Linked DNA regions of Mus musculus: all the other regions are linked to region 1. Evidence: chromatin contacts called from public Hi-C, HiCAR-type and HiChIP or PLAC-seq data. All regions are on one chromosome and are shown on one strand. Each heading gives the region's core, a stretch centred on a gene start, on an enhancer-like site or on the middle of the called end of the contact. The rest is flanking DNA. Distances are from core to core; before and after follow the strand shown.

The links. A called contact is a pair of places that touch in the nucleus more often than the background predicts. HiCAR-type assays count read pairs that join an accessible place to other places. HiChIP or PLAC-seq counts read pairs in DNA pulled down with a chosen protein or histone mark.
Region 2: a contact with region 1 is called in a HiCAR-type map of astrocytes, with 6 times the contacts expected there. The contact joins the promoter of Pik3c2a here to the promoter of Ccp110 in region 1. A contact is called at or near these places in 2 of 484 Hi-C or Micro-C datasets (CD4 T cells and uterus), 2 of 115 datasets of contacts at active chromatin or transcription factors (astrocytes and extraembryonic endoderm stem cells) and 1 of 9 other capture datasets (liver).
Region 3: a contact with region 1 is called in a HiCAR-type map of astrocytes, with 7 times the contacts expected there. The contact joins the promoter of Mfsd13b here to the promoter of Ccp110 in region 1. A contact is called at or near these places in 3 of 39 promoter capture datasets (hippocampal neurons, liver and pre-B cells), 1 of 484 Hi-C or Micro-C datasets (B cells) and 1 of 115 datasets of contacts at active chromatin or transcription factors (astrocytes).
Region 4: a contact with region 1 is called in a Hi-C map of B cells, with 5 read pairs. The contact joins the promoter of Polr3e here to the promoter of Ccp110 in region 1. A contact is called at or near these places in 1 of 39 promoter capture datasets (hippocampal neurons), 2 of 484 Hi-C or Micro-C datasets (B cells and CD4 T cells) and 1 of 9 other capture datasets (adipose tissue).
Region 5: a contact with region 1 is called in an H3K4me3 HiChIP or PLAC-seq map of embryonic forebrain, with 3 times the contacts expected there. The contact joins the promoter of Eef2k here to the promoter of Ccp110 in region 1. A contact is called at or near these places in 2 of 39 promoter capture datasets (hippocampal neurons and liver), 3 of 115 datasets of contacts at active chromatin or transcription factors (embryonic forebrain, large pre-B cells and pro-B cells) and 2 of 9 other capture datasets (adipose tissue and liver).

Annotation. Positions count from the first base shown.
Region 1 is chr7:118,710,619-118,715,527 of GRCm38.p6, forward strand. Ccp110 (centriolar coiled coil protein 110) reads left to right here and starts at 1,925. Exons shown (of 15, transcript NM_001360794.1): 1 at 1,925-2,130; 2 at 3,488-3,630; 3 at 4,742-4,896. The coding sequence starts at 4,756.
Region 2 is chr7:116,441,379-116,446,287 of GRCm38.p6, forward strand. Pik3c2a (phosphatidylinositol-4-phosphate 3-kinase catalytic subunit type 2 alpha) reads right to left here and starts at 2,080. Exons shown (of 33, transcript NM_011083.2): 1 at 1,926-2,080.
Region 3 is chr7:120,980,166-120,985,074 of GRCm38.p6, forward strand. Mfsd13b (major facilitator superfamily domain containing 13B) reads left to right here and starts at 2,344. Exons shown (of 8, transcript NM_001374644.1): 1 at 2,344-2,565; 2 at 4,839-4,909. Cdr2 (cerebellar degeneration-related 2) reads right to left here and starts at 2,147. Exons shown (of 5, transcript NM_007672.2): 1 at 1,812-2,147. The coding sequence starts at 1,887.
Region 4 is chr7:120,914,984-120,919,892 of GRCm38.p6, forward strand. Polr3e (polymerase (RNA) III (DNA directed) polypeptide E) reads left to right here and starts at 2,795. Exons shown (of 21, transcript NM_025298.4): 1 at 2,795-2,927. n-TLaag4 (a tRNA gene) reads left to right here and starts at 2,534; the gene lies at 2,534-2,615.
Region 5 is chr7:120,840,310-120,845,218 of GRCm38.p6, forward strand. Eef2k (eukaryotic elongation factor-2 kinase) reads left to right here and starts at 2,522. Exons shown (of 18, transcript NM_007908.4): 1 at 2,522-2,791. Gm36449 (a long non-coding RNA gene) reads right to left here and starts at 3,202. Exons shown (of 2, transcript XR_378468.3): 1 at 2,290-3,202; 2 at 818-1,211.

The DNA.
Region 1 (4,909 bases), core at 675-3,174:
TAAAGAACTCATTGTGGTTGGGCTAACTCCCACATCGGCTATGAAAAGATCTCCCTGTATTCTCAGTTTTTGTTTGTTTGTTTGTTTGTTTGTTTGTTTTCCAAGACAGGGTTTCTCTGTATAGCCCTGGCTGTCCTGGAACCCACTCTGTAGACCAGGCTGGCCTCGAACTCAGAAATCTGTCTGCCTCTGCCTCCCAAGTGCTGGGATTAAAGGCATGCGCCACCACTGCCGGGTGTATTCTCAGTTTTTAATCCCTGTGCCTGCAGAGCAGGTTAAGCAAATGTTTGTTCCTTCCCCACCTGCTCAAAAAGAAAAGGCAAGATGCCTTGGCAAAGGTCACATAGCCTTGACCTTTTCAATGTCAACTGCGTTAGTTTCTAGTGTGGCTTTTTGCATAATAAAGAGCTGGGGTAGAAGGACTGACAGAGGCAAAAGACATGGAAGTAGAGCAGAGAACTATAATAGCAGAGAACTTGGCTTGAGTTAGATGTGCTAACCGAGAGACTGCCCCAGCAAACAAGCCAACATCCTTATACTATACACAGGTCTCCAAGTCTTTATTATTAAGTTATAAGTGGAACCCCCACCCCAAAGCCCCACATTACATTGTCCTCAAGATTAACAGAACATGTCTGGACCTTGGACTCCATTTCAGGGCTCACTCACTGCTATGGGGCACTCTTGTCTCTGTCAGCTTTGTCCCTCACACCATGGTCCCCTCATGCCACCCTTCTTGAGGCACTGCCTCTGTTAAAGCCTTTGCCTGAGAGCCCATTCTCTGCGTCCCAGTGTTTCACTGGGATAGTGCTAGTGGGACAGATCTCACCTCTTGATACCCATCATCCCATGATTCCTCTGCCTCCAGCTCTTAGCCTACCTTTTTATTTTTATTTTTTGGCATGAGTGTATATATATATATATATATATATATATATATATATATATATATATACACACATGTACATATGTATAGGGAGACCAGAGATATCCATCTCTGTTGGGTATCTTTTTCAGTCAATTTCCACCCTAATTTTTGAGGATCTCATTGAAACTGGCTAGAATGGCCGGCCTGAGATCGCCAGGGAGTTCCTATTTCTATATCCCCAGGACTGGCAATTATAATTTTTAGCCAGGACTCAGAGCCTTTTTAGGGGAGTGTTCAGGCTCTGAACTCAGGTCCTCATGCTTGAGTGGCAAATGCTTTAGTGACTGAGCATCTCTCTAGATGACCCTTTCCTCCTATTAGAGATTTTTGTACCAGGTGCAGTATAAGAGTTTTCTCTGTTATGCCTCACAACCACTCTTGGTAGGCTCTTTAAAATTCCCACTATACATAAACAAAAATAAGCACCAGGAGGACGGCAAAGCCCAGTTATAGAATGGAAATGGTGTCATTAAATCAAAAAAGCTCTTAGTGAGTAATTTAGGTAAGAACTGATAAAAAATATTGGTGGATTTTTTTTTTTTGCCAACTTGAAGTTATCTTTTCCTCTGTATATTCCCCGCAACTGATCTGCAAAGAAGTGCAAATATATTAAAGCCTTGAGTTGGTGTCTGCGATTCAGCCACATTTTTCATTTATAGGGAAAACATGGGTGAATGTTGTACATTTTCCATCGACCAAACAGGAGACTATCTCTATACAGACAGACAGACGGACGGACGGACGGACAGACAGACAAACAAAAATACCCGACAACTTCCCAGGAACACTTTTGGGGTTTAAGGCCCTGAGGAGACTTTCTATGGTAATTTATAGTCAAAGCCCTTAGTTTGCAGTGAAGACTACTCTTCCCAGCGTGCATCTCGATTGCGTAAAGCTCATGTAAGCGCTTGCTGATGACCGCAGTGCACTTTGGGAATTGTAGTCTATGGAGGCCCAACCGCTTCAACTGCCCGCCAAACAGCCACCGGAAGTACCGGCCCTGAGGGGTGGAGTTGAGCTGGTGGCGGCGGCAGCGGTTGCCAGGATCCCGCGTTGCCGCCTGAGGGACCCGTAATATGGCGGGGAGGAGGAGGAGGAGAAGGCGGAGGACCTAGATGCGCTCTGTCTAAACCGACTGAGGCCTTTGCTTACAGAGGAGGCTGGTCCACGGGCAGAGAAGCTGACCGGGCAGTAGGTGTCAGGTGTGTGCAAGAGGACTGGGTTCGTTTTCCTACGGGTCTAGGCTGAGGTGAGACCCGGCATTGGTGTCCCGAGGGACAGAAGGCCGGCGTTCCGGACCCGGTTTGGCTTCCCTCGGTCACGAGCCCTTGAAGGCATCGGGAATGGGGAGGCGGGAGTTGAGGACCGGGGTCAGGGGGACTTGGAGGGGATGCTTGGATGCTGGCTCCGCCCAGTGAAGCATCCTGCGCTGAAGAGTAGGCACTTCATGGTGACTTCAGTTTGGTGTCGGAGGTAGTGTAGGAGGAGATGGAGGCGTCCCCCGGGGTGTGCACTGGCCATTTCTAAATACTGGTTACCGCAACCAAAGGCCCATAGGAGCGCTGTTTACACCAGCTTTGCCACTCTGGGGCATCTGCAGGATAATGTAGCTGGTTCTCTCAGACACCCATGATGCTGTTAAGTGGTTCCTACCTTAAGAGATGGATTTGGATGAGAAAGCCCTTTCTCATGTTTTCAAGTCACATTTGAGTCTCAGGAAGAACCAAAAATTGTCTCTTCTCCAAGAGTTCACACGGAGGTGATAAAAACACCATTATATCCTCCGTTTGGAAGCAGCTTCCACTTACTGATGCTTCTATTTGTCCTACATACAGTCCTGCGATTGCTGTCTGTGCCTTAGCTCATTGTTTTCTCATAAAATCGCCTTGAGACAGAGCCCCACTTTATAGATGGTGGGGTCCAGGGATATTAGCCTACCATGAATGTACGAACAGCTAGTATGTCCTTAAACAGCATATCTTTCTCCCTTTACAGACTCTGTAGGAAGTTTATGTGTTTGTGGAAAAACTTAGTGGTAAGCAGCCAGCCTTGGAAGCTGTGTTACCTTCGCCTTTCCTTTCAGTGACATTTCTGAGTACAGGTTATGAATAAGTAGATAGGAGCCATGAGGCTATAGGGTTTGCCAAGAGACTTCCTGGACAAAGGTCACTTGTAATTAGGTAGAAATGGAGTAGAAAAGGCATGCCTGGACCTGCTGAGGCTGGTGTGAATGTAAGTGGACCATGGACCAGTAATGCCTGATGCTAAAGTATGGGGTGGTAGGTTTGAGGTTGGGATCACCTTGTCATCAAGACTCCCTTAAAATAAACCTTGCTTGCAAGTGGTAACTGGTGTGAGAAATGTAGTGCCCTCTTGCACAATTGTAGAATCCCGGACTCTCTTTTTAATGACTACTTTTGCAATTGAGAGGTACCTAGTTCTCTGGGAATAGGGTTGTTCTCCAAGTTGCCATTCTCAGAATTCTCTTCATTCTGCTAGTCTTGCTTTACATTGCTTGATCTATTTGCCCTAATTAATTTATTCAATAATTGTCTGAAGTGCCTACCACGTGCTGACACCATTGTGTGTCATGGCGAACCAGTGAGCAAGACTGAGAAGGTACCTGTTCTTATGGAGTTTACGTTTTGGTGGAAGAAGATACACAAAACCCCAGGAAATAAACGAGATCATTTCAGATAGTGGTAAGTACTCTGGAAGCTGGGAAACATCAAGGTGATGTGCTAGTGATTGAGGTAGGGGAATTAGGATGGGCTGAAACTGAAGGTTAGGAAGGTCCAGTCATGCGCTGGATCTTCTGGAGCGTTCTCCAGTCTCACATGAGCACTGGAGCTTGAATGTCCAATTCATTGTCCCGCTGTACGTTACTCTGTTACTGTAGCTTTGCAGTGTGTGGGGGACCACTCAAGGGAAGTGGATAGCTCTCTGCAACAATGGGACATCTCTCTATGATGCTGTTAGAAGAAAAGGAGAACTAATGATGGCAGTTTATATCCTTAACCTTACCAGACTATTGAGTTTCTTTCTTTCTGTGCATAAGCTCAGAAATTATATAACATCATTTTTACTCTCTTTAATAGTAAATACAAAGGGTGTATTTTTAAAAAGTAATTTAGCAGAAATGGATTTATTGGGACTTTTCTTATTTCTTATCTACTAGGAATTTTGGTTAAGATACTGTTAGGTGAGTTGTTAGAGTTGTGCCGGAAAGGGTTCTGTTGCTTCTTAGTCATGTGTTTAAAAAGTGAATGTAAGCCTGCAAACTGATCCTAGCTCTCTAGAGAACCAGTTATTTCTTTGAAGTTGGATCTTCCTGTGCACAAATGGAACAAATATAAGCCTCAGAACAGAGAGAAGTTCTAGCTTGTTATGATTATGATAACATTTCTTTTGTTATTTTCCCTGGCCTTACCGGAGCCAGGGTTACACAATGTTATCCAGAACAGGCATCAGTAAGTACTTGGCACAATGCTAAAAAAGAAGGCATAGGCTGGCTAATCCTTCAGGTCACCTGGGATTTTCATAACCCAAAGTTTTCTAGAGATTGTGAAATTGCTGGGCTGGTTGTTTGAAGTTGCCTAGTGACCTCTCAGGCTTTCAACTATAAAATAAAGTTAATTAATAAATAAAATCCCCAGAGCCAGGAGATTGAGTCAGTTGGTGTCTATGGCATCAAAATGAAGCCTTTAGATGAACAGACAGAAAATTCCAGGAAGTGTTTAAATATTCCAGTACTCTTGGGTAATAAATCGTGTTTTGTCAGCACACTACTAAGAGCACTTTTCTTTCTCCTAGTGTGCGGTGGGAAGATGGAGGAATATGAGGAGTTCTGCGAGAAAGCACTTGGCCGAGCTCAGGAAGCATCGCTGTCCACAGGCAGCTTCCTGCCCGCTCAGGCAGAAAGTGTCTCACTCATCCGTTTCCATGGGGTGGCTGTACTTTCTCCACTGGTAAACTTAGTAA
Region 2 (4,909 bases), core at 830-3,329, 2.3 Mb before region 1:
AATAAAGCAAGGTAAGTTACAACTTCATTCTGAAAGTACTGAGAATCAAACCTGTGGTTAGACAAGTTTCCTTAGCTATACCCCCAGCTCACAGAACTTTTGCTGTTTTGCTTTTTGTTTTTGGAGCTAGTCTTCTGTAGCTCAGGCTCATCTCTACAGGTATGTGGTTAAAGCATTTAAGAAAGTGCTTTGTACCTCTCCTGATCTGAAGGGTTGATGTGATGCTGTGAGGCAAACTCTGAGCTCTTAGAAACAGCCTGTCTTTAGGTAGAAATGCACTGAATGTGCCGAACTTATTACATTCCAAACAATATGCCAGATTTACTCTTGGGCACAGAAATGTACATAGCAACATAAAACTGAATGGAAAATTTGGAGCTCTAAATAGATGCAACAAAGAATTATACACTTACACAGCTAATTACAGAAAGTTGTTTCTAAAATCCTGAAAGCAAACAAGTCAACCTTTATGCTCTATAAAAATGAAAAAAGATTGAGACCACTAAAGTATAATGTTTGCAAGTTAGACTGCAAGCAACATGCACACCAATCATAACCCAGCTTTGCTTCCTTTATTATTATTATCATTTTTAGAGACAGTGTCTCACTAGGTAGACTAGGCGGACCTTAAATGTGACTCTCCTACCAGAGCTCTGCAGTGCAGACAAGCATTGCAATTATAGGGTGCACCACCATGCCCAAGACAACGGAGGTTTTTACAAGACAAACTGCTTTCAATATGAATTCCGCCAGCACCCATGGGAATCTGTGGAGGTGCTGTATTTATTATGTATCTATGTTAAAAATCACTTTGAAACTAAGTTTGAGTTAACAAATATCTCTCTCTCAGTTACAATGCTTTTCAGTATTCAAAACACTGAATGCCAAACTTGCAGGCAGTTTCAAAAACTTGAAAATTTCAACCAAGGCACTTCAGCGTGGTCTGTAACCTTGAATAACCAACTCCAATTACAGCAGAGCTACTTAACAGTTTCTCGTGGAGAAAGAACCATCAGGGAGGCAAGAGTACAAAGTCTTCCCTGGAACCAGTGTTCCAGGACCTCTGCGCAGCCTCTCTTCCCGAACACTACTTCACCAACCCCCTAAGAATAGCCTTTTATTTTCTGTCCTTGGCTTGAGATGTACCACATTCAGTGATCTCCCCCCCCCCCCGCCCCCCGCCCCGAAGGCAGTATTCTTCCTGACACCTACCTGGAAAGATTTAGGGATACTTTTTAAGAAGTAATCTTGTTCAAACAGGGATGCTTCCTTCGTGTCACTGAATTCAAACACCCACTGGCTAAAATAAAAATATACTAATTAGGACTTCACCTTCTATCAGGACAACACGGTGAAAGAACTACCGTATACACTCCCCTCCTCTTCAATTATTCCTTGTTCCTCAGTCACGCAGGAAGAGTTAAATATTCTTACTTTAATGCCCTAGCAGAAAGATGATGCACTAAATATACACAAATATCATTGCGTTCCCAAAGCAAGCAGTTTCTGGATTTTTGTTTTAAGGTAACGAGGTGAAGGGTCTCAGAAGAAAAAGAACCACCCGAGGCTCTAAAAACCGAGCTGGGAGAGGAGAAGGAAGAGGCCATAGCAGAAGTTCAACAGCCACTCTCCAGAACAGTCGGGACAGGAGCCTGGGACCGCCACCGCGGCTCCCTCGCTGTCCCGGGGGACCGTGGGGTGGCTTCCCCTCCCCCGCCCCCCGAGGGACAGCAGCGTCCGGCGGCCCGCGACAAAGGGGCCTGGCGCGGGGCGCTGGCGACCGTCGGGTGGGGGACGGGGCCCCGAGGAAGGAGTCAGAGAGGATGGAGTGACCAAGGGGCACGGCGGCCGGGTCCCTCCCCTCTGAGTCCCTCGGCGGCTGCGCAGAGCCAGGTCCCGCTCCGCACGCACCGGCAGCCCCTCACCTCACGCTGCGGGAGTCTTGGTCTTCACCGCAACCCGAGCCTTCGCGCCCTCCAAGGTCCGAGCCATGTTTTTCTCCCGCCTCAGCTGGCTCAGCCGGCCGCTGAGGAGAGCTTCGACTGACTCCGCGGCCAGCCGAGCTCTGCACGTCACTTCCGATGGTGCAAGCACCGCCCCCGTACTTGAGCGCCTTGCGATTGGCCGACGCGGATGGCCTACCTGAGATGGCGGGCGGGGCGCAGGCGGAGCCTGAAAGGCAGCAGCGGGGAGGTTGCGGGATGGAGTGTGGTTGCCCCGGGGAATGGGTGTCTTAGGCGCGGCCGGCCGGGGGCCTCTCGGGGAGGCTACCCCGGGACTCCTCCTGGCCGGCCTCGAGCTCCGAAGCGCCCTTTGTTCCCGGGCCCTGTCCCAGCACCGCGCGCCTCTGATCTCTGGCTTGCGGTTGCCTGGTTTGAGGTTTTGGCCCCAGGCCGCCCAGAGATTAGCTTGGTTTGGAAGACAGAAAAGAACAGTCAAGACGAAATCTTTCATTCCCTCCAGCGGTCGGCGAGCTCTCGCGGACGTTCAGGTGCTTCGAAGTTTGCATTAGCTCGTCGTGTGGGCCCTGGAAAGGGCTGGATGCGTGCGTGCGGCGTTCTCGCCTTGGTGTTTGCTGACAGCCCCGCCGCGGCCAGGTGGGCAAGGTTAGCCCGGTAATAACAGCGCTCGGCCAGACATCACACCCAGGCCCCATAGTAATCATACCTTTCTCGTGAGCGCGGACTGCAATTGGGCTTGTAAAGAGTTTAGCGCTCTGTTGTCTGATTCAAAACTGTGAAGCAGATGGGAGAATTATTCCCGTTTTACAGATTGCAAAAGACGACTGTCGGTAACTGTCGGAGGAGAGGAATGGCAACGTAAACTGGCAGAGTCTGCTTGGGTTTTGGGATTTCGAAGTGTATTCCCAGCATTTCCCCCTTTCCTTTAGTAAGGGAGGAGAGACCTCTGATCCTTTTGGTTTAAATAAACACGCTTGCACTTCTAGAGGCTGGATGAAGTTCTGCTTTAAGGGGAAGCGGGAGAAGGGGGCAGGGAAGGAGGGCAGGGAAGGGAATATGAGAATGTGGCATCTTCCTGTAGTCCAAGCTGAAGCTAAGACAGGAGATTACTCTAAAGCTCAGCAGTTCAGGACCTGTCTCCAAAAACAAACAAACAAACCTAGCTCAGTGGTAGTGCACCTAAGTAGGTTTAGTCTCCAGCACTAGCTGAAAGCAAAAGGAAAGGCTATTCTAGGGAGAAGTCTAGGAGCAACTTCTGGCTGTACCACCCTCCCTCCCAGCCCCTAGCTGTCTACTAGCCCCACCTCCACGCAAGCTTACACACCCCAGAAGAATGTCCCTTAGGAATCTGCTCAGCTCTACAGCATTGTTCTGCTTTATCTTCTCATCAAAGGAGGAATTTATACACTTGGCAGCTCTTCCTCAAGATTTAAAAGGGTGAGGAAAAGGAATTCTCTCAGGACTGGCTTCCTACCTTCTGCTGGAAAACAGAGTGTGCCTTTAGGAAAGAAAAGAAAACACTGAGTCTTATGGGAAGATAACTTGGTGTTCTCTCTCTCTCTCTCTCTCTCTCTCTCTCTCTCTCTCTCTCTCTCTCTCTCTCATCTCTCTGATCGAGAAAGGGAACTATCTTCTTTTGGTCCCTGGTAGCTTATGCCCTCCCTGGTTTGACTCAAACAAATCCTTGTTGAAATTCTGGCTTTCTCATTTATTGTGGCTTTTGTATGGCCCCACAGGTAGGAAGTGCAGTAGACTGAGAAGCTGAAGACTTAGGTAGCTTCCAATTGCAAATTGTTAGGTGTCAAGAAGCTGGGCTAGGAGCCCCCTCTCAGCCCCTCCTCTGCCTGGCAGTGGTGCCTGCCGATGGTTGTTAAACAATGTGAACAGACTTGTAAAGAAAGTGCAAACCATGCTTGCTGTCCTTTGAGACCGATTAGACACTAGCTAACAGCTACTTTCTCCTACTGGCTTCAATTTTAAGACTTGATAGTAAAAAGGAAAAAAAAAAAAAAGAATTAAGGGGTTGCATTACATTTAAACTGCTCCAACCATAACTTCCCACAGAGAACTTCATGGCATAGCCAATACCCCCAAACTTCTTCCAGTACCAAGTACGAAATAGGGACCCTTTCTCTTTTACCATATATAAAAAGAATGGCTGACATTTATGGAGCATTTCCTGAAACCAGACCCTGTTCTTTGAATTGCATTACTGAATCCCACCCACAACCTGAATGAAAAGGGGCCATTATGTCCTTGATTTATACTTGAGCACTTTGAGGACCAGAGAGAAAAGCAATTTTCCAAAGGCCACCCAGCTATTAAATAAAAGTCCAGGGTGATGCACGCCTTTAATCCCAGCACTCGGGAGGCAGAGGCAGGCAGATTTCTGAGTTCGAGGCCAGCCTGGTCTACAAAGTGAGTTCCAGGACAGCCAGAGCTACACAGAGAAACCCTGTCTCGAAAAACCAAAAAAAAAAAAAAAGAGTCCAAACCCAGATCTTACTACTTAGCCCAACCTTTTTAACCCTCTCACTGCCCTTAAATTTTAACAGGAGAGCTTTAAAAGGCCATCAATAACTAGGCATGGTTGTGCACCCCTGGAAGTCCAGCACTCAGCAAAGGCAAGTAGATCACCAAGTTGACCAAATAAATCCTTTGCATGTATATGGAGTCTCTGAGTAGCACAGTGACCCACACCTATAATCCCAGTACTTGGGAAGTAGAGGACAGAGTTGAATAACTAGGCCACACAGTGAGACTCTTATGTCCAAAAATAGATGTACCCCAGTGGCCTATCACTTGCCTCCGATGTATAAGACTCCGGGTTCCAATCCTGACTCTAGACTCCTTAGAAATCATCAACTATGGCAAATAACATTGACACGGATAAGTGACACTCAGAATAGTGAATTTGTAAACCATAAAAGTTTGTGAAAGGAATCAAT
Region 3 (4,909 bases), core at 1,094-3,593, 2.3 Mb after region 1:
TCATCTGGATCAGAAGTTAAGAGTGCCACACATAGCACCAAACGTATTTTGTTTACCACTCAGTAGACCGAGATAGTACAACTGCTGGTTCCTGATAACCTCCTGGAGACGGGGGTTTGGCTGTTGGGTAGACTAGGGCTCTGGATTGAGGAGAGCTGAAAACGTTAATCTTGTGTGAGAGCCTCAGTTCAGGTCAACAAATACTAAATTAAGTTTCTATTATGATGTGTTATATATGATGTTAGACATGGGAGACTGGCCAGTCCTTGAAGGTTTTGGATTCTTCTTAAATATGGCAAAGAAAAAACTCTTGCTTGGATTATATGAATTGCTTTCATAGAAGCAATCGCACGATGGTTGCTTCAGTCCTCAAGTATCAAAGTAGGTCATCAATCCTTATGGGGCAAATCTCAAGTAGGCTAAATGTCTAACAAATTTGTCTTGTGGACATGGAGAAATGTGATGGCAAATCGGCATTGTAACTGCTAGTCAGCTTCAATTATAGCAGTACAGGGATCTATGTGGGCTTAGGTCATTTCACATTAAGAAATCAAGACAGACAGGATTAAAAAAACCAAAAAAACAAAAACAAAAAAAAAAACAAAAAAACAAAAAACAAATTAGCATCTCTCCAAAGAGCTACCTGTTTTCTTTTTCTAAGTATGGATCATTCAAGCCCGAATTTTTCCCCCATCAGATTCAGTTGAATTGTGAACAAGAGGCGGTGTTTAGTAGCCAACTCAAAAGAGATATTAATTTTCCCAAAAAGTTTGGAGTGGAGATCATTATACAGAATAGCACAAAGGATTCCTGCGGATCCCTCAGCATGGTGGTTAACAATGTCTACTCTGGGGTCTGCCGTGAATACCTAGTCTCCCCAACAGTATCTTCTTCAGCCAGAGGTACCTACTGCAGCACCTTATGCTATTGGGAGAATTAAAGGAGCCTACCAGGGTGTTGAGGGCCGGCCTATCAGTGTCCCCAAACACAAAATCCTGCTATGAATGTACAAGAAAATGGGCCACTGGCTTCAGACTGGGGGCACTCTTGAGATTGTCTCTGGAGATGCCCCGATGCAAGAAAACCAAGGCAGGATTATTTTTAATTGAAAACCCGAAAGAAAGATAAGCGCATGATAAGAGCTGCCCTCGAATAATTTCATTTAGCCCCCGATGAACGATGGCTAAGTAATAAATTAAAACACAAAACAAAACAGTTTAATACCCAACTGAGTAAGCTGTAAACTGGGATGCTAAGAAACTGAACAGTGTCTACAGGCTCCTCATACTCGGCTTTAGGGAATCCACCTAAATCTTTTAGCCTCTGCTTTCTGGAAAACGGGACAAAAAAAAAAAAATTTACTCTCACAGAGAGATGGCGCGGGTACCGCACAGCAGCACTGCCCTCCCACCACCTGCAGCGGCTTTGCAGACTCTGCGGACCATGAAAGGCGATGTGGGGCAGGCAGGGCAGCACGACCCGGACCCAGGCCAGCAGCTCGCCTCTAGAGCAGGACAAGCTGGTCCACTCCTGCCCACCTCAGAGGTCCATCCGCTCATACCCGGCAAGCGCTTTCTTAAAGCACCGAGCATCAGCCTGTGTGGCGCACCCGCAGGGCCGTGGGCCGCGCGCGCTTGCTCTCTGCGGTCGGGATGGGCGGATCCGTTGCCAGGTGAGGGCAAGAAGCACCGGGCCGCGGCATCCCAAACCTCCAGCCTAAGGAACTTTCTAGCACTTTCCACACCTGCCACCCCCGGACTCCCACCCCAACAATCCCGCCCCCCCCTCCCGACCGGCGACCTCGCCCTCACCTTGCTGGAGGTCCCGGTGGTCGTACCACGGCTCATCCTCCATCTCGAACTCCTCCACTAGGTTATCTGCCAGCATGTCGCCGGGGACGTCCGGGGGCAGCGGGCTCTGCCGCCGCCCTGCCGTTTCGGCCGCTGCCCCGGGCTCTCCCCCGGCCCCGCCGCCCTCAGCCAGAGCCACCCTGGGGCGGGACACGCAGGTCCCGCAGCAGCTCTCGCCGCTATCCCGCGCCGCCCAAAGGCCGGCGCCCTAGCGAGCGCGCCCCGGGTGGCGCCGGGAGCCGGCTCCTCACGCCTGCTGCCCGGCCCAACGTGGCACTTTGGCAGAACCCTCCCAAAGCCGGGGAGACGATTCAAACCCGGGAGGCACCTTGACCAATCACGAATGAGCCGCCTATAGAGTGACAGCGACTTCAGCCAATAGAATATCAAAAAAGGTCGCGGGTCCGAGGACCATCAGCCAATAATAGCTTAGGAAGGAACAAAGGAGGCGGGGAAAGACGAAGAGGGTGCGGTCGGCAGCCCCTCCTCTTTTGTCTGCGTCGCGTCTCCTCAGTTGAGTGCACTCCAGTTCCGGAGTGTGGAGGTGGCTTTGGCGAACACCGGGTGCCGAGGACTACTAATTCTGGGCACGGGTCATCATCTTCCCACCCGAGGGTTTCGGATGCGGGCCAACTCTCCTTGGCTCTGCCCTCGGTGATGCTCGGAGGGAGACTCATGGTCCGTCGGGAAGTTAAAGCCGAGAGAACGCTACTGAGTGAGAGCTGCTCCTCAATCTTGGAGCCCTGGCCTTCCAGGGGCCTGGCTATGAACTCCTAAAAGGGCAGTCACCAACCCCACTTCACACTCCAGAGTCCCGGGCTGGCCAGTGGAAGCCGCCTCCCCTGAGAAAAGTTGCCACAGTTTTGCATAGAATTTCTTAAAGGTTCATAGAGCCCAGGATAAATACCTAAGATCAGGCATTGCACTTGGTGGCCAGCTTGCCGGCGTCAGCTTGTTAACACAGCCGTAACTACTGTTTCTTGGGTTAAACTTTTAATATATTTGGGTACCTCACTTAGGGAAACTCTCAGAGGGCAGAAAGGTCGGCGCAGATGTTTGGGATGTTATAACTGATAGCATCTACAGAGGACGGGAGAAGAACTGTGACAACTGAGGGGGGGAGGGGATGTTATAACTGATAGCATCTACAGAGGACGGGAGAAGAACTGTGACAACTGAGGGGGGGAGGGGAGTAATTACTCAGGTTTGGCAGTAGTGATTTGGTAGAAACCTCCTGAAGTTAACTCCTTCACACAGATCCGGAGTGTCACCCGAACTAAAGTGGAAAGCAGTTGAAAGTTTGCCTTATCCAAAAAAAGCACCAGTTGTGGCCTTAAAATAGTGTACTCAGATTACTATGGCTTAAAACAGGAGAAATTGCTAGGAAGAAGCTACAAATCCTCAGAGATACTTTTATTTCTCTGAGATCTCGGGTAATTTGGAGGAAGGAATACTTCACCCTAATTTCTTTTTTCAGTGCTAACGATGCCTTAGGCGTGCCACTCTCCATCATTCTTGTGGGTCCTAAGATGCTCCTTTTCAGATCAGTGTAACATGCACCTGTTCCTGGGAACATGGTCTTGTGAAGGTCAAGAAAGCCTCCCCATTGTGAGGTTGGTTTGTTGTTTGTACAGAGTCTCACTGTGCAGCCCCAGCTTTGCCTAGCACACTATGTAGATTAGGCTGGCTCTGCCTCCAGAGTGCTGGGATAGAAGGCACACAACCATCAAACCCTGTCCCTACAGGAATGTTGTTCTGGCGAGATTTTCCTCTTCATTCCTTAAGAAAGACTCCTTAATAGACCTTAAGGTACCAAGAACCTAGGGTTAGAAATCTAATTGTCTATCCACAGTTTGTACTAGCAAAGCAGGCGTTAGCTCACCACTTAGGGGAGAAATGACCTCTTTGCTCAAAGAGCTATGAGAATCAAAGAAACTGTGCCCAAGAAAGCTGTGTTGTTTCTAACACTTATTGTGAAGGGACTGTTAAAAAATAACAGCATCAAAATAATACACTTCCTTCTCTTTTTGCCTCCCTCTTCCTTTTTCTTTTTCCTGTTCTCCCGTGGTACTACCAAGGGCCCACTCACATGCAAGGAGAAGTTCCAAGCCACTGTCCCCAGCCCATGAGTATCAAAATAAGTAGTAATAGCAACAGATTGCAGTTTGTTAATGATGAATCCATGGTGATATAAATGAGAAAAAAAATTTCCTTATGAGGAATGCCAACCAAAAATGTAACAAAGTAATATTAGCCAGGTATAGTGGTGCCCTCAGCACTGGGGATGTGGAGACAGGAGGCATGTGAGGTTGATACCACCTGTGCTACATTGCAAGACCCTGACTAGGAAGCAGAAGCCAATCAAAATAGAACAGGCCAGATAGTTCAGTGGCTAAAGGTGCTTGCATCCTTGCCTGACAAGCTGAGTTGATGGCAGCAACCCACATAGTGCAAGGCTGGAAGTGACTCCCACAGGTTCTCCACATGTACCTTGTCACATACAAAACCCCCCCCCCCCAACACAAGGATCAAGTGTAACTTAAAACAAGTAGTAAGAGTAACAGACTGTCACCTCACAAGTTCCTTCTGAGTACAAGTACACCAAGAGGCAAGATGTCCCTAGTCAGCTTTTTGTTGCTATGTTTTAAAAACAAGAACCAAGGTTGCTGGTAAAGCTTCTTCTTCCAGAAATGTCAATATCTCAGCCCAGACACAAAATGAAGCAATGTAGAACCAATTACTGTAGTCACACAGAACGCTGTGGAAAGTAAGACAATTCAATTTAGGACTTGCAGGTGTGTAGCCGCTGAAGCCTGGAGTCATGCGTCTGACCTCAGTCACTGGTCTCAAAGACCAGGACAGCCCCATCTCAATTCCAAATTTGGGGTGCATGGGAATGTTCTTTAACCGTTTTCAAAGAAAAAAATAACACACCCTACAGATTTTATTCATTTTTGGGGGGGTGGGTCTATGGGTTCATATTTACAGATGCTATTTTCAGAGACCATTTTTTGTGTATGTTCTGCAAAACCCTCAACAAAAACTGTACTGAGAAAGAC
Region 4 (4,909 bases), core at 1,545-4,044, 2.2 Mb after region 1:
GAGGGGGAGGGGGAGGGGGAGGGGGAGGGGGAGGGGGAGAGGGAGAGGGAGAGGGAGGACAATAACGAAAGGCACAGTGCACGTGAGGGAGAGCTCAGATTTTCATGGTAATAAGTGTGAAAAGCCAAGTGAATGGCTTTGCTTTGTCTCAAATTCCAGAATACCAAAAATGACTCAGAAAGAATGAATAACCTGAGAGTTTCGGTGACACACGCCTTTAATGCCAGTGCTCAGGAGGCAGAGACAGTGGGGTCTCACTGAATTCCAGGCCAACATGGAGTTCTAAGTTATCGAGAATCATGTAAAGAGACCCTGTCTCATCCCCTTCTACCTCCGGTCAAGAAAAGGAAGTGAACATATGCTTTGGGAGTTTCATTTCTGGTAGAAAACACGGAGGAAAATTCATGTATAAAGTAGAAGCCACAGATAGGGGTATTTCCTTCCATATTGAAAGTTAGAAACAAGTATTGTTTATTTATAGCATGGACTAATATAATAGATCTCAAAAACATAATATGGGAGAAAAGTTTTAACAAGGTGTTGGTATCCTGTGATAACACAGAAAAGCACACTTTATATTGCTCATGGATTTATGCATGTAGTTTTCAAAATTATTAGAAGGATACATGTCAAATTCATATTATTTGTAAACTGGAAGGGTGCTTGTGAGAGGATTTTTAAAAATGTGGTGGACTTTACTCTCATAGTCCAGGATATTGTTAAATTTTTGTTTATTTTTGTTTTGAGACAGAATATCCTATGTAGTCCTATGTAGACTGGCCTGAAACACACTTCTACCATGTAGACCAGTCTAGCCTGGAGCATAGTCTGTCACCGTGTAGACCAGGCTAGCTTCAAATCTGCTAAAAACTTCTGCCATTTGCCTCCTGATGGCTGGGACCATAGATATGCACCATTACGTCACACAGACACACACAGACAGACACACACAGATATACACACAGACCCCCCACCCCACCCCCTCCCCCACACACACACAGTTTTTCCATGATAGGGTTTCTCTGTTTAGCCCTGGCTGTCCTGGAACTCATCTGTACACCAGGCTGGCCTTCAACTTAGCGATCCACCTGCCTCTGCCTCCCAAGTGCTGGTACTAAAGGAGTGTGCTTACCATCTCTTAGCCCATATTTTAAGACACAGTTTTAAAGTGTACATTACATTTATCACCTGTGTATCTTACTTAATTAATTAATTACTTAATTATCGTGTGAGTATGTGTGACAGAGAACAGCTTGTGGATGATTCTTTTTCTATCATGTGGGTCCCAGGGATTTTTACATGCTTTTACACGCTTAGCCATTTCGAAGGCCTTACTTGTGTAACTTTTAATAAAAATTATGTACACAAGAAAATAATTGGAAGCAAAATGCCATATTGGCCAGGTGCAAGGCTGTAATTCTGGTACTTAGGAAGTGCAGGCAGGAGGATCAGAAATTCAAACTCATCAATGCACGTAGTTCAAAGCCAGCCTGGGCATTGTGAACCTTAGTTTAAACAACAAATGAATATGTATGCATGTTCAAATGTAAATGCAGAAATGAGTTTAATTCTAGGTGGTGGAAATATGGGGTGTGTGTGACTATTTTTTTTTTCATCTTTTTCAGTGTTTTAAAATATCTAGGGCTGGTGAGATAGCTCGGTCAGAAGGTAGGTAAACACACTTGCCTCGAAGCCTGACAACCTAAGACGCCCCCACAGGGTGGAACAAAAGAACTTATTCATCAGGCAAGTTGTCCTCTGACCTCCACGGCCCGCCCCCGCCCGTTCCCCACTCCCAAACAAATAAATAAAGTAAACGTAAAAGTCTGTATGGGCATATTAACATGCAAAGATACTTAAAAATAAAGTCTGGTTAAAAACAAAAGCAAAACAGAAAATAAATCAAAAGTATAGTGAAAAACCAGCCAGCTGTATATCTCTATGTGTTACTGTGTTAATATTTATATACCAACCCATTCACAATATGAACAAAACTATTTTCTATGGAGATAAACATTGACAGCAAAAGAGCAGAAAGGATGTACAATCAGCCAATAATGCTGGGTACTAGGAAACTAGAGCAAGTCAAAGCTCGAAGAATCTTATTTTGAATATTACAAAGAATATATTTTATCTGCAAAGTTTTAAAATTGTTTGTGTACTAAAAATTTAAACACGTAAATTTTCAGATAGAACTCTGCAGACCTGGGGTTACAGTTCAGCTCTGAGAGCTTGGTGAAAGTTACTGACAGAACCAGACATCGAATTCGGGTTTTTGAGTGTCTGAGTGGCTTAACCTGACACCTTAACCAACTGACTCAGAACGCAAAATAAACTATCCTTTGCTTTAAAACTTATTTGGAACAAGCTTGCATCTAAATACTTTTATTTCAATAAGTGGCATGATGATAATATTGTTTATGGCAATTTCTATCGGCAGGAAATAAAATAAATAAATATAACTCCAAGAATCGAAAGAAAATATACGTGTCAATCCAATAAGTAGCTTCTTAGAAAACGACGTCAACAGCTGGGTAGTGTGGCCGAGCGGTCTAAGGCGCTGGATTAAGGCTCCAGTCTCTTCGGGGGCGTGGGTTCGAATCCCACCGCTGCCAAGGCAGGCTTTTTCTTTTGTCTCAGCGTCTTTCGCTCTAGGTTCCTTCTGCGAGCGCAGCGGCGACCCCTGCTGTCGATGTGCGCTCTCTGCACCACGAGCAGCTCGCCGAAGGGGCGGTCCCGCGCGCGCCGGGGCGGGGCATTGTGGGTAAGAGGAAGCGCGAGGGCCGGCCCCGCTCCCCCCACGTGTCCGGCGGAGTTTCTCCAGCAGGAACATGGCCGCTGCCTGATAGAAGACCCGGCCGCCGCCGTCTCTGCAGCCCGCGGGTCCCTGGGCCGTTCCGCCGCCCGCGCGCGGCCCCGGCGGAGAGGTGAGCCCCGACTCGGCAGCCTCGGGATCCGGGTCGCAGCCGTCGCACTCGCTCGGTGCTCCGGGCCGCGCTGCTGACTAGGCCAGACAGGCCCCCGCCGCTGCGTGCCGAGGGGCCGCGGCCTCCCGGGACCAGGGCAGGGCGCAAGGTGGCCGCCCGGCTTTCCAGGCCGCCCCGGGCCTGGGTCGCTCCGTTCGGCTGGACGGTGGGGAGACGACGGCGGTGCGGCCCGCGCTGACTCAGGCTTCGGCCGCGCTGCCCCGCCCGGGCCTGGCTCCCGAACCGCACCTGCGAGGGCACTGGTGCCCGGTGGCGTGGCGGCTTTCGGAAGAGTGGGAAGGGCGCCTGAGCACCGGCGACATGGAGAAAGCCACTGGACTCGGGGCCGCCTGCATGGGCAGGGGTCGTTGAACCTGGTCAACTCTGCTTAGCCCGAGCGGGCCCGGGACGCCTCATTCATTGATCTGTGTTTAAGCAGAGTGGCGACTGCTTCGTGGACCCGGGGACCTTCCAGTAACGGGGGATGGTGCACATACCGGGTCATCCTGGAATATTGTTTTAGAGTTCCTGGGTTTGGGAGCGAAAAGATAAGATCATACCTTTATCTGTGAAATGGGGATATGATTCCCGTGCTACGGTGTTTTAATGAGTGTAAGATGGGTGACACTCCTGCTTCTTTCATTTGTGGCTGTCTTGTTCGGTCTTATATTGGAAGAAAACATGTTGCCACGTAGCAACAGTCCTTCTAGGTTCGCCTTATCCCTTTGAAGCCGGTGTGTGGTTTAAAATAGGAAAGGACCCAGGGTTATGCAATTCACGTCGCTAATCAGCTGCTATATTGAAGAGGTAGGATTTGAACCTGTAAGGTTTTGCACGGCAGTCCAACCTCTTAACCACTACACCATACTGCCTTTTACCAAAGAGATGTGCAGCATGTTAGTTAAGAATAAAACCAAGGCTCTTGGCATCAGCTAGATTTGGATTTCTTTACCTGTTTTCTTGGGGGGCTGTGACCTTGGGTAAACCAATTCGAAGTTGGGCACTATAAATTTTGATTTGCACAGCTAATGAGAAGAGTATTATTTGGTACTATATTGATGCCTGGCATCATTAATATTTGGGAGAAAGAACTGTGATTTTTTTTTTTTAATTTTAAAAGTAATGATCCCATAACCACGACCAAGTATAATTATTATCTCCACTTAATGGTCCAGGAATGTGAAGCATAGAGAAGCCTTCGTAGAGTTTAAAGTCTAGTACAGAGGACAGCTAACACCTGACCAGCAAGCAGATCAGGAAGTTCCAGCTTAGGACCATTCAGGAAATAAGGAATTATGCTTGTAATGGAAGGGGCTGGAAGCGGCTGTTTCAGTTGAGTTGTCAGGGAACACGTCTAATCCTGGAAGGACTGGCAGTGGTTACATATAAGGAAAATGAGCATCCAGAAAATGACTTGGTGAGCCGGGCAGTGGTGGCTCATGCCTTTAATCCCAGCACTTGGGAGGCAGAGGCAGGTGGATTTCTGAGTTCGAGGCCAGCCTGGTCTGCAGAGTGAGTTCCAGGACAACCAGGGCTATACAGAGAAACCCTTGTCTTGAAAAACCAGAAAAAAAAAAAAGAAAATGACCTGGGATTGTTGTGCAGAGTGTCCTCAAGGATGCTTGGGGCTTGGCCTGTTAGAAGTTCAGTAATTGGTCACTAGGCCATGAGGAGATGCTTATGTGGAGACAGGGGTAAGATCGTGTAAGGGCTTAGGGGTCCATGGAAGGATTTGTTTTATGGGACAGTTGGAGGGTTGGGAGCAAGGCAGCAATGCTATAGTAGCATTGCTACTGACAGTCACAAAGAATGGCAGTCTCTTGAGCATTGGAGATAGGAGGGTGGAGCTAGGGAAGCCTTTTTGTTTGTTTTGTGTCTGTAACTTTTTTTTCCAGATGAGGCTTTGCTATGTTATAGCCCAGGATGGCCTCAAACTTGTTATC
Region 5 (4,909 bases), core at 1,272-3,771, 2.1 Mb after region 1:
TACCTCCTGAGCCATCTTATCAACACCTCCAATTTCTTTTGCATGGTGCATAATCTCTTTACCCTTAGGCATATAGCTGAGAGTGGAATCGCTAGGTTCTATAGGAGCATCTGACGGGTACCGGAAAACATACTCAGTGTCATTATCTATTTGGAAAGTAGACACTGAAAATATGGATCTAGCTGGGAGTGGTGGTACAGCTCCCTGTGCTGTGGGGCTGATCTTCCAGAAGGGCAGGCCAGGTGGGGCACACATCCTTCGAGCTGTCATGCTGGGCAGCTCCAGGACAAAGCACTCGTCTTTCTGAGTTCATGTGGCAACATGGGATCTTAATCAAGAAAATCAAACTTGTCTGGTGTGGTGGTGCATGCCTGTAGTCCCAGCACTTGAGAGGCAGAAGCACTGGTCTGCACAGTGAGTTTCCACAACAGTCAGAGCTGTGTAGAAAGATCCTGTCTCTTAAAAAGAAAGGGGATGGGGGGGGGGAATCAAATGTTTTGCGGGGAATGTTCATGCTGACAACAGTCTGAAGTCCTGACTTCCCCTGGGAGAGCAGGTTTACTGCTCTCAAACACCAAAGAGCCTACAGGACACAAGAGATCTGCATAGACCCAGATCTGGGCTAAACCATGCCTCTGTATAACCTTGGAAAAGCCACTTTCCTAGCCTGTTCCGTGTGCTAAGTGGAGGACAGTTAGGAAGGTTGTGAGGAATGGTATGAGGAGTACTCTCGCCTGTGTGCAAGGTCCTTTTGTTACCAGTAACACACTACTACAGACCGTCAGATGCTGTGATAAGACCCATGACCAAAAGCAACCTGAGGAGGAAAGGGTTTATTTCAGCTTACAGCACACAGTCAGTCCATGAAAGGGGCATTTGACCCAGACATAAGGATTGGGACCCACAGGTTGAGAACCACTGGCTGAGACTTAAGCACACTGGCTGTGCTTCAAGAAGGCCTGGTTTTAATTCCCAGCACACACATGGCAACTCACAACTGTAATCCCAGTTCTGGACAACCAGACACTCTTAGACAGACATGCAGACAAAGCGCCCATACACATAAAATAAGTAATTTTTAAAAGGTGGATTTTTGGCTCATGGTTCTGGAAGTACAAAGTGTAGAGGATGTTTCTGGTGTTTTTGCTGGTACAACTTCAAGGTGGTTCAGGTCTTCAGGTCTTTAATCTGAAAGCCCAGGCCAGACAAGCCTGTGGCAGAATAGATATTATGGTGTTTCTCCTGTCAGTAAGTCTATTAACAGTTGCTTTATTAAATGAAATAGATCACACCCTTTCCTAACTGTGTCCCTGGGCAAGATACATTCTTTATAAGTCTCAGTCCTATGATCTGTACAATACAGCTAGTCGTGCCTGCATACCTTATATAGCTGACTGCAGCTGGATGGACAAATAGCTCAAAATGTGCAACTGTTTAGATTTTTACTCTAAAGTATACGGTGAGATATGACCTCAAAGTACACATGCCTGCCTCCACTGGTTTTCAGTCTTTACATCTTCCAAGGGCTACCTTCCTTCCATGCACTGCACCAGATTTGAGTTTTGAGAAAGGGCTTCACCATGTAGCCCAGGCTGGCCTTGCTTTTCTGGGGACTGCAGAGGTCTACCACCATGCCCAAGTTCCCACCCATTAAGCACTATGTGCCAGGCCCTAGGCTCAGAGTTAGGAATACTGTGATTTTTCCCTCCAGAGAGTCCAGGAAGGCTTGACAAAGATTTTTCTTTTTTGTTTTTGTTAAGACAAAGTTTCTCTGTGTAACAGCTCTGGCTGTACTGGAACTCCCTCTGTAGACCAGGCTGGCCTTGAACTCACAAAGATCCTTCTGTGTCTGCCTCCTGAGTGCTGGGATTTGCCACCACCGCCCGGCCCTGATAAAGTTATTAATTAAAAATTATAGAAATAGTTGGAATTGTCAGGTAGGCCGAACTGTATAAATTTAAACCGAATATATGTTTATATACAAATATTAAATTTAAACAAAAATATATAGGTTATATATTAAATATTTACATATACGTGTATAATTTTCTATACTTATATTTATAAATTTATATGTAAATATTAAATACATATGTGCTTACCATGAATTTGGATTCTTTATGAGTTTTTAACACAATTTTTGTTGTTTTGCCCCCTCCTGCTCCTTCGTTACCCCTCCCTCTCTTGAAAGTGTTAAATTTCTTCAAAATTATGTCATGAAATCCTTAAGATTTCCCTTTTTTTTTTTTTTTTTGAGACAGGTTTTCTCAGTGCAGCCCTGGAACTCACTGTGTAGACGACCAGGCTGGCCTTGAACTCAGAAATCCGCCCGCAGTCTGTCTTCCAAGTGCTGGGGTTAAGGGTATGCGCCACCAGACACACAGCATGAAATCTAACGTTAGACCCAGGTGTCTAGGAAGCGTTCAACAGGCGGGGGAGCCAGAAGACAACACGGCGGCTGCATGGAGGTGATGGCCACCCGGGGACGGCCACGTGAGCCCGGGCGTGCGCCCCGTGCGTCAGTCCCGCCCCAGCCCTGGTCCCAGCCTCCAGCCTCCAGCTCCAACCCCAGCGGCAGCAGCCCCAACTCCAGCCCGTGCTCGGCTCCAGCGCTCCGACGTCTTCAGGCGCCCCACTGCGGCTGCGGGCCTGGCTCTCTGTCGCCTGCGCTTTGTACCGGGGATTCTCCTCCCTCCCTGCACCCTGGAGCGCCCGGCCGCCAGCCTTTGCCAGCTCCTTGGGATCCTTGCGGCCGTGGGCAGCAGCTGTCGCGCCTGCCACACTGTGGGAGGTAGGTGACGGGAAGATGGGGAGCCCGCGCGTCCCGCTGCAGCAGCCCCCCGAAAGGCCACTGGGGCGCTTCTCTGGTTGCAGAGCTTCCCCCGAGGCTCAGTGTTTGCGTCTGTAAGGAAGGAAAGAAAGACGTTGGCAAGCGGTGAGCGCAGTTCTGGTTGCACCAGGCAGCGCACGCGGGCCTCCGCCCGGGTCTCCTCTGTGCCTCGGCGAGCCCGCCTGTCCCCCTGAAACGCCCAAGTAACATTTCCCCTCGCCGGGTTCCCCACACTAGAGGCCTATGCGGGCCTCAGTTCTCGGAACCTCGAGGTCTGAGCTGCATACGCCCTTGCAGCATTGTTGGTTGAGGGAGTTGGGGTGTTGGCAGGCGTTGGAGACTTGTGCGCCAAGGGGCTGAGCATTCGTATGCAGTTGGTGGCGCGGGGGCGGGGACCTCCTGGGTGAGCCCTGGGCCAAAACTAGCTAGTGTCGGCTAAGGGGATTGCGGGAAACCTGCCCAGCTGCGCCCTGTGTGTGACTGATCGCGTGCGTTTCGGAAGAGTGAGATCTGACTTGGGAATTCTCCTTGGGGGAGTATTTCTGCGTCCTCCGCGATGAGGCGCTCCCTGGCTTGGGACCACTGAACAGATATTACGGAGGAGAAAGCCGAGGTCCAGAGTGGACCCCAGATCCTCAGAGGCCAGGTAGGGAATGTAGAGTAAGTAAACAAGGATTGTGAGTGTAGGGGTTAAGAGTGAAGTTTTGGGAAGACTTCCCGGGGAAGGTGCTGTTTGCTCTGTGAGGAGGACGAAGCCAGTGGAGGGAGTGGGTCCAGGCCGTGTTCAAACCCCGACCTTAGACAGCTAGCTCTTCACCCCTCTCTGCTGCGGCAACAGTTCCTGGGAAAGGAAGGCTAGCGGGGAGCGACTCCTTTGTTCCAAAGAACTGGGTTCTTTTGAGAGTCTGAGCGCGTTAGGCGTGACTTTCCTGAATGGCTCATGCCACGCTGTTTCACAAACATAGTATTTTCAAACCTTTTACCCTGCACTGATCAGACTCGCCCCAAGAGATCTTGTCATCCACAGCTGGCAGCTGTTAATTCCCCCCTGGGAACGGCCTGTAGGAACCTAGGGGTGCACGGCAGGATCGAGTTGTTTTTAGGGTTCCTTCTCTACCTTAATTTCTATTGTGAAGGAGAAAAACTTCAGGATCAGGCACAGCAACCAAGTAGCAACAGCCTTTAGGAAGGCTTTAGTTGGTGAGAGAGGCAGCTGCAGGAATCAGTTACCTCCAAGTCCCAGGGTGCCACCGGGTCTACACCTGGGATGATCCTGGGTTTGAGCCTTAAAAGCTTGTTGGATGAGGGCCTGTGGGGGGGTGGGGGAGCATGGCCGGCTCAGAGGGTGAGAACACTTACCTCTGAAGTGAAAGGGGAAAGAGCTGTAAGATCATGGGGACTCGGTTGCCCTGGCTGAGTGGCTCACCCGTGCCACACCATCTCCTGGGCATCCAGTGTGCTCTTCTGACTTCCACAGTCACCTTCGTGTTCACACACACACACACACACACACACACACCAAATTAAAGAGTATCTGACTAAACTCTTGCAACCAGGGTCTACAGGTACAGACTACAAGGCTTCGGAGAAAGAAAAGGGTTGAGTCAGTCGCTGCAGTACGGTAACATTTCACAGGCTGAAGAGTCAGAGGTGAGTGAGTGAGTGCGGGGCTGTGGTTCTATCAACAGCTGCCCCCTGCATGGCTTGCTTGCCGGCCTCCGATTGCTGGACCACACTGGAGTTTCCTTGAGGAGCTCTGCGGGGAGGTGCCCAATTTGCATTTCTAAGAAATTCTCAGGGGAGGTTCCTAGCTGCTCCTGGGTGTTCTAGTTAAGGAAATAGAGACTACTGTTAGGCAAGTCACTGAAGTCCTCCGTTCCTCAGCTTTCTCCCCAGTAGAAAGAAGCAAATAGCACCTGCCTCCTGGGAATGGAAGGCAGCTCCGAAGGAGGGGCTGTGTCAATAGATGTGAAGGAGGACAAGTTGGCAATAGATTGAGTAAGGAGAATAGCTTGAGACAGGTGACTGAGGGAAGGCACAGTGTCCTGCGATCCTGGGTCAGGTGATGGAGCCCCTGTC